Regions from separate parts of the Sus scrofa genome. Here region 1 is linked to region 2. Evidence: chromatin contacts called from public HiChIP or PLAC-seq data. All regions are on one chromosome and are shown on one strand. Each heading gives the region's core, a stretch centred on a gene start, on an enhancer-like site or on the middle of the called end of the contact. The rest is flanking DNA. Distances are from core to core; before and after follow the strand shown. Region 1 overlaps DEPDC5 (DEP domain-containing protein 5). Region 2 overlaps EIF4ENIF1 (eukaryotic translation initiation factor 4E transporter).

Region 1 (3,024 bases), core at 503-3,002, 300 kb before region 2:
ATCATAAAACAGGTATCAAGCAGATATGACAGGCGAACATCAGGTCCCTTAAGGGTTTCAAGGAAAGGAGAAGACGAGGTGCCCAGAGCTGGGGTCATTTATCATATAACAATATGGAAGTCAAATATCGGAGTTTCCTGGGACACAGTGGGTTAAGGATCTGGCCTTGTCTTTGCAGTGGCTTGGGCTGCTGCTGAGGTGCAGGTTCAATCCCTGGCCTGGGAACTTCCACATGCTGCAGGAACAGCAAAAAAAAAAAAAGATGCAATGAGAGGAGCTCTTTTGCGGCACAGCAGGTTAAGTATTCAGCGTTGCCACTGAAGTGGCTTGGGTCACTGCTATGGCAAGGGTTTACTCATGGCACAGAAACTTTTGGATGCCATGTACATGGCCAACAAAAAAATTAAAAATGAAGGAAATCTGGCTCCAGAGTGTATTCTTAACCAGTGTTTCTCTACCTTTCCACAAAATTACCAAAAGATCAATAATAAACAGTATTTAAAAAAAGATTCAATGAGATAGCTCTTCTTCCAATCCAAATGAAGAATGAAAAAAGGAGTACTAGTCACTGTTGGTGAGGACAGAGAAATAACACTGCTGCTATGAAAATAGGATTTTCTACTTCACTGTTCTCAGAGGGCAATTTGACTATTACAAATGAAAAGCCTTAACAAAAATAGAATGTCCTTTGACCTTATAGTAACTACGTTTCCGGGAAATCGCCCTAAGGGCTAACTAGGGATATGCTTAAAGACTGAGTTGTAAGATGTCCACTGGTAGAACTATTGACTAGAAACTATTCATTAGAAAGCTAAAAATCACCTGTGTTCAGAAATCATTGGAATTTCTATACGGCAATAAAAATGATGTCATGGAAGCAGAGTATCAGGCACAGAATGGCATTTGTGATAAAGTGGAAAATAACAGTTTAAAACAAGTGGGTACGGGAGTTCCTGTTGTGGCGCAACAGAATCCGACTAGGAACCACGAGGTTGCGGGTACAATCCCTGGCCTTGCTCAGTGGGTTAAGGATCCAGCGTTGCCATGAGCTGTGATATAGGTCGCAGACATGACTCAGATCCTACATTGCTGTGGCTGTGGTGTAGGCTGGTGGCTACAGCTCTGATTCGACCCCTAGCTTGGGAATCTTCGGTGGCACTGCTGGGACAAGAAGTTGGTCTGCATCCCGTGGACACAGTGTGAAGTATAGCATATCAGTGACAACGTAAAAAATTCTACCTAAATCTGGTCAAGTCTTTAGAGAGGGCTTCTCAGCCTCCTCACTACCAGCATTTGGGGCCAAAATGACTCTTGCTGGGGGCAGAAGAGTTGCCCTGAGCCTTACAGGATGTTCTGCAGCATTTCTGGCCTCTACCCACTGGATAGCAGCTATGTGACCACTCCCTTCCCTCCAGATTGACAATAAAAACACTTTGCCAAATGTCAGGGGGCTGGGGAGTGAACAGGAAGTTGTTCTGGTTATAACCTCTGGTTTGCAGACAATAAACAAACACCACCACAGGATTCAATCAGACAAATCCAGAAGGGGTCTTCTACAGCGTCCCTATTCAAAAATGGTGTGCAAAGTGAGCAAAATGTGCAAACAGAGGAGCTAGTTAGACATTCAGAGTCTCAGGCCCACCCCTGACCTCTGGAACTGATGACAATCAGCACTTTAACGCAACCCCAGGGTGTGAGTTGTAAGCACACTAAAGTCTGAGAAGCCCAGCTCCACAGGACTACTGCCCTGGATTCTTCTATGAGCCAACGATTTGGGGACAAAAAGGAAGGGGAAGTTGTTTTAGACTTAAGAAGCAGACCAAACAGGAGGTTGTTTTGGAGACAATTAAGGAAATCTGACTCTGTACTAGATACTAGATAATATTACACAATTATCGTTAATTTTGTTAAATGTGATTGTGCTTATATGTTGTGGTTATGCTGTCATATATGAAAATGCCCTTATTCTTTAGAAAAAAAATTTGTGGGTTTTTTTGGCCCTGCCTGCCACATGTGGAAACTCCCAGGCCAGGGATCTAACTCACACCACAGCTGCAACCCAAGCCACAGCAGTGATAATGCCAGGTCCTCACCCACTGAGCCACCAGGGAACTCCAGCTAAGAACAAAATGTTTTAATATCTATAATTTGCTTTAGAATAAAATTTAGATAAAACAGATGAAGCAAATACGGCATGAGAATAACTGTTAAATCCAGGTATTGGGTATATGGGTCCCTTATTTTGTTCACTCTTCTTTCCTGCGAGTGAAATTTTTCACAAAAAAAAAGTTTGGAAAGTATAAATGCAATATGATATCCCAGATTGGAGCCTGGAACAAAAAAGGTGCTTAAATGGAAAAACTGATTAAATCTAAGAAAAGTCTGATATTTAGTTCACAGCAATGTACCAATGCTAATCTTATAGTTTTCACAAACATACCTTGGATAGGAAATATTAACAGAGGAAACTGCGTGAAGGGTATAGGGAACTCTCTGTACTATCTTGGCAACTTCTCTGTAAATCTAAAGTTATTCCAAAGTGACAAGGTTAATTTTTTTTTAAGTTAGGAAAGAAAAAACCAAGGGGGAAAAAAAGGCAAAGTGAAGCACCCAAACATACTTATAGAAATCTTCATAGAATCGCCCCTTGTGATCCTGCCTAATTGAGGCTCGGTTTATTTCGGGAAATTCATCTGAAATAGAGAAAACAACATATGTAGGTCAGGTTGAAAAGATAAATTCAGCTTTTCTGCTCCCACTTCTGGGTTGAAGATTTGTATCTCTCTCTCTCTCTCTCTCTCTCTCTCTCTCTCTCTCTCTCTCACACACACACACACACACTCAAAAGATAAATTATATAACTATTAAGTTGCTTTTAAGATGAATCACAACCCACAGACTTCTTGCAAACGCTAATGGACTGTGTCATCTTCCATTTTCTTTATCCTCATAACAGAAAAGACAGGAAAGATGGAGCAGTGCCAAGTGAAAGAAAATGATAAGGAATGTATTGGGATGGGTGTG
Region 2 (2,971 bases), core at 437-2,936:
TAGGGACACCCAGGCACCTGGTGTGGTCTGCATTATAATAGAAAGAACTTAACCAATCGAGTTGAGCCTTCATAGTCTGAATACAGGATGCCCGATGTTGTCAATCCTGGAAACAGTCTTTTTTTTGTAAGATATGTCAATGAAGTGTGGTGTCTTCACCAAGAGGTGACACCTTAAGGGTTCTGAGGAAATAAATGTATAGACCCTTATGTACAGACCTGTGTATAAACAACCTTTGTACATACATATAGGATAGCTTTTTTGAACTTATACAGCTGTACATAAAAGTAGCTGATATTAGTTAAGCCTGTGTCAACAGTTCTGATTTTTTTTCACTTGTACATTTGGGACTTTCTTTTGGTTGATTAAAGTTGCATATGCAAAGTGTGTGAATGAAGTGAATGGCATTGTTGTGTTTATTTCTTCCTGAATCCCTTCCTCTTCAGTAGGTTGAGGGAAATTATCTGTTTTTTTCTTTAAAGCTCATAGAAATAAACACTCATTTTAAAGGAAGAAGCTATGGCCGTTTCTTGAGCCTTAATAAAGACCCCAATGGGATAGTTCAGGCTGGGCTGACCCTATAGGTAGGTAGTTGTATGGTTAATACCAGATTGCAGCGCGCAATTTCTAAAATTAAACCCACTTAGTAAACAGTCTGTTTACTGGGTAATCATGTATATGATAGTTTCTCCCAAACAAATACCCACGTTTATTGGGACAAAAGTTGTTAGGGAAAATGGGGCCTCAGAGTTATGATTCAAGTCATAATTCTTTCCATTTATAATTTCACTCGAGACTCTGTTAACTGATTCCTTGTGTGTTGTATCTTACTCCTCAGCTCACAATTACTTTTAGTTATTCACCTTAACTGTATGAATAACAGTGGAGAAAAGGATTCTACCAGAATACTCTAATTATGGTTTTGAGTCCCCTTTCCAGACTGAAGATTTTTCAGTCTTTTTGATCTGAGGTGATTTTTCAGTCTTTTCGATCTGAGGTGACAGTCTCAAGCTCCTCAATTCACCCAGTCTCTTGATACTTGTCCATTTAGGGCCACCAAAGCTACTTTGACTTCATACTAGAGAGTCAATTAATGAGGCCATTCTCTGATGGACAGGTGAAGCAGGCAAGGTGACTATATTTTGACTAAACGGTAGAAAACAGCCTGAGTGTTAACAGTGTAGCCTATAAAACCCAGAGCTGCCCACCCTGATCTAAACTTCCAGGAACATAAGAAAGTAGGTCACATTTCAGTAAAACCTGGCTTTGTGGATTGAGCATGGTCTGTCTCTTCCTGGTACTTCATTAGTCCCCTAAGTGGGATTTGCTGAGCAAGACTCCTCAATTACAGAAATACTCCAGTTTAGAATTCTCGCAAAGGCTTTTTGTTTCCACAAGTAGAATCTAGAAAGCAATCTCAAGTAACAACAGCAGAGACCTGAATCCCAATCCATCTTTCCTGTGTGTCCTCTTTTACCTCCTTCCCTTTCATGTTGAACCAACAGTCCTTTTTCAGTCTAGAAGCTAGTACGAAAGAAATGTACAGATGTAGGTACCAAGCAAAGCCATTAGCCAATAACTGGTGAGATGGAGCTAAGAGGAAATAAAAGTGTTCCTAAGAATAGCACAGCAGAAGCTAGATCCACAGATCTTAAAACAATTTTGGTTGAGTAAGAGTAGAGGCAAAAGAGGAAGCTAATAATGCAGTTTTTAGGAGCTAAGAGCCAGATAAAGGGTAAGGGCAGGAGGAAGTGCTATCTCAGCTAACGAGATACATGAAACAACGGTGGAAGTCCAGCAGGCACAAGATGAGTTGAGAAGCAATCAGGGCCAGAAGGATGTGCAAGGCCTCAAAATAAAAAAGCACAGGGCCACAGGGAACCTTATGGAAATTAAAAGGAAGAGGATGAAGTCAGGAGAGGAAAAAATAGTGCTCCCTCCCCCATGCCCAAGGAAGCAGCTGAGCAGCCAGTACTTGGGAAGTTAGTAGTAATAAGTTGGTAAGAGGGAGTTCTGTTCGTGGCTCAATGGTTAACAAATCAGACTAGAAACCGTGAGGTTGCGGGTTTGATCCCTGGCCTTGCTCAGTGGGTTAAGGATCCGGCATTGCCGTGACCTGTGGTGTAGGTCACAGACGTGGCTCAGTTCCCGCATTCCTGTGGCTCTGGTGTAGGCTGGTGGCTACAGCTCTGATTAGACCCCTAGGCTGGGAACCTCCATATGCCCTGGAAGTGGCCGTAGAAAAGATTAAAAAAAAAAAAAAAGTTGGTAAGAAAATTGTAAAATACAGCCAGGCCTTATTCCAGGAGACTGCTGCTGAGTATCTTATAAGCCAAGCTCAAAATTATTAAGACGGAAGGGAAGTCAGGTCCAGAGACAAACTTCAGGAATGAAGATAACTTTCAGGAGTAAACTGATTCTTCAGTAATTCTATTCTCTTTTCCAACAATTGGTTTGAGAATGAGATATGTTACCCAATTTTGGCCATGAGACACATAGACAAATTGGCTGGGCAGCTTCTAGGAAATGCTCTAGATAATGATGTAAAGCCTGGGACTGAGTACACATTCTGTGACTATGTGGGGAGCCAGCTGTCCAACAAAGCCAACAAACTACAGGGGACAGAGCTTGATGCAAAGAATTTGGATCTTCAGTAACATCTGTGATGGGCCATGAGCCCATCTGAGCCACACAACTTATGTGAGAGATCAGGTGGTTAAGCCTAGCTATATGCATTCTAACTAGTTAATGGCACAGGACTCTGAGTCTGCATAGCTGTGCTAAAGAAGATTATGAAAGAAAAATGGAATAGGTAACAGCTAGGGTAAGGTAATGCTCTCCTTAAACACTAGGAGGCCACCAATGGGAGAAAAGTTGAATGATGAAAGTGAGGCCTGTTCAAACCACATCCTGAAGGCTTGGATGAACTTGGATTTCTGCAAACTTCTCAACATTCTGGCATTTCACTGCC

Evidence for each region. HiChIP or PLAC-seq counts read pairs in DNA pulled down with a chosen protein or histone mark.
Region 1: a contact with region 2 is called in an H3K27ac HiChIP or PLAC-seq map of alveolar macrophages. The contact joins two enhancer-like sites. A contact is called at or near these places in 1 of 47 Hi-C or Micro-C datasets (epiblast stem cells) and 1 of 2 datasets of contacts at active chromatin or transcription factors (alveolar macrophages).

The regions. Positions count from the first base shown.
Region 1 is chr14:48,451,244-48,454,267 of Sscrofa11.1, reverse strand. It overlaps DEPDC5 (DEP domain-containing protein 5), which reads right to left. Exons shown (of 42, transcript XM_013983091.2): 12 at 2,621-2,693. Among named protein-coding and RNA genes, the nearest start is that of DEPDC5, 31 kb to the right of the region's middle. Within about 2 kb of position 1,752, at least 3 of the 83 cell types and tissues checked have an H3K27ac peak or open chromatin away from gene starts, as enhancers often do. A contact at or near this core is called in alveolar macrophages, where this site is marked.
Region 2 is chr14:48,154,261-48,157,231 of Sscrofa11.1, reverse strand. It overlaps EIF4ENIF1 (eukaryotic translation initiation factor 4E transporter), which reads left to right. Exons shown (of 19, transcript XM_021073985.1): 19 at 1-397. Among named protein-coding and RNA genes, the nearest start is that of DRG1, 29 kb to the right of the region's middle. Within about 2 kb of position 1,686, at least 3 of the 83 cell types and tissues checked have an H3K27ac peak or open chromatin away from gene starts, as enhancers often do. A contact at or near this core is called in alveolar macrophages, where this site is marked.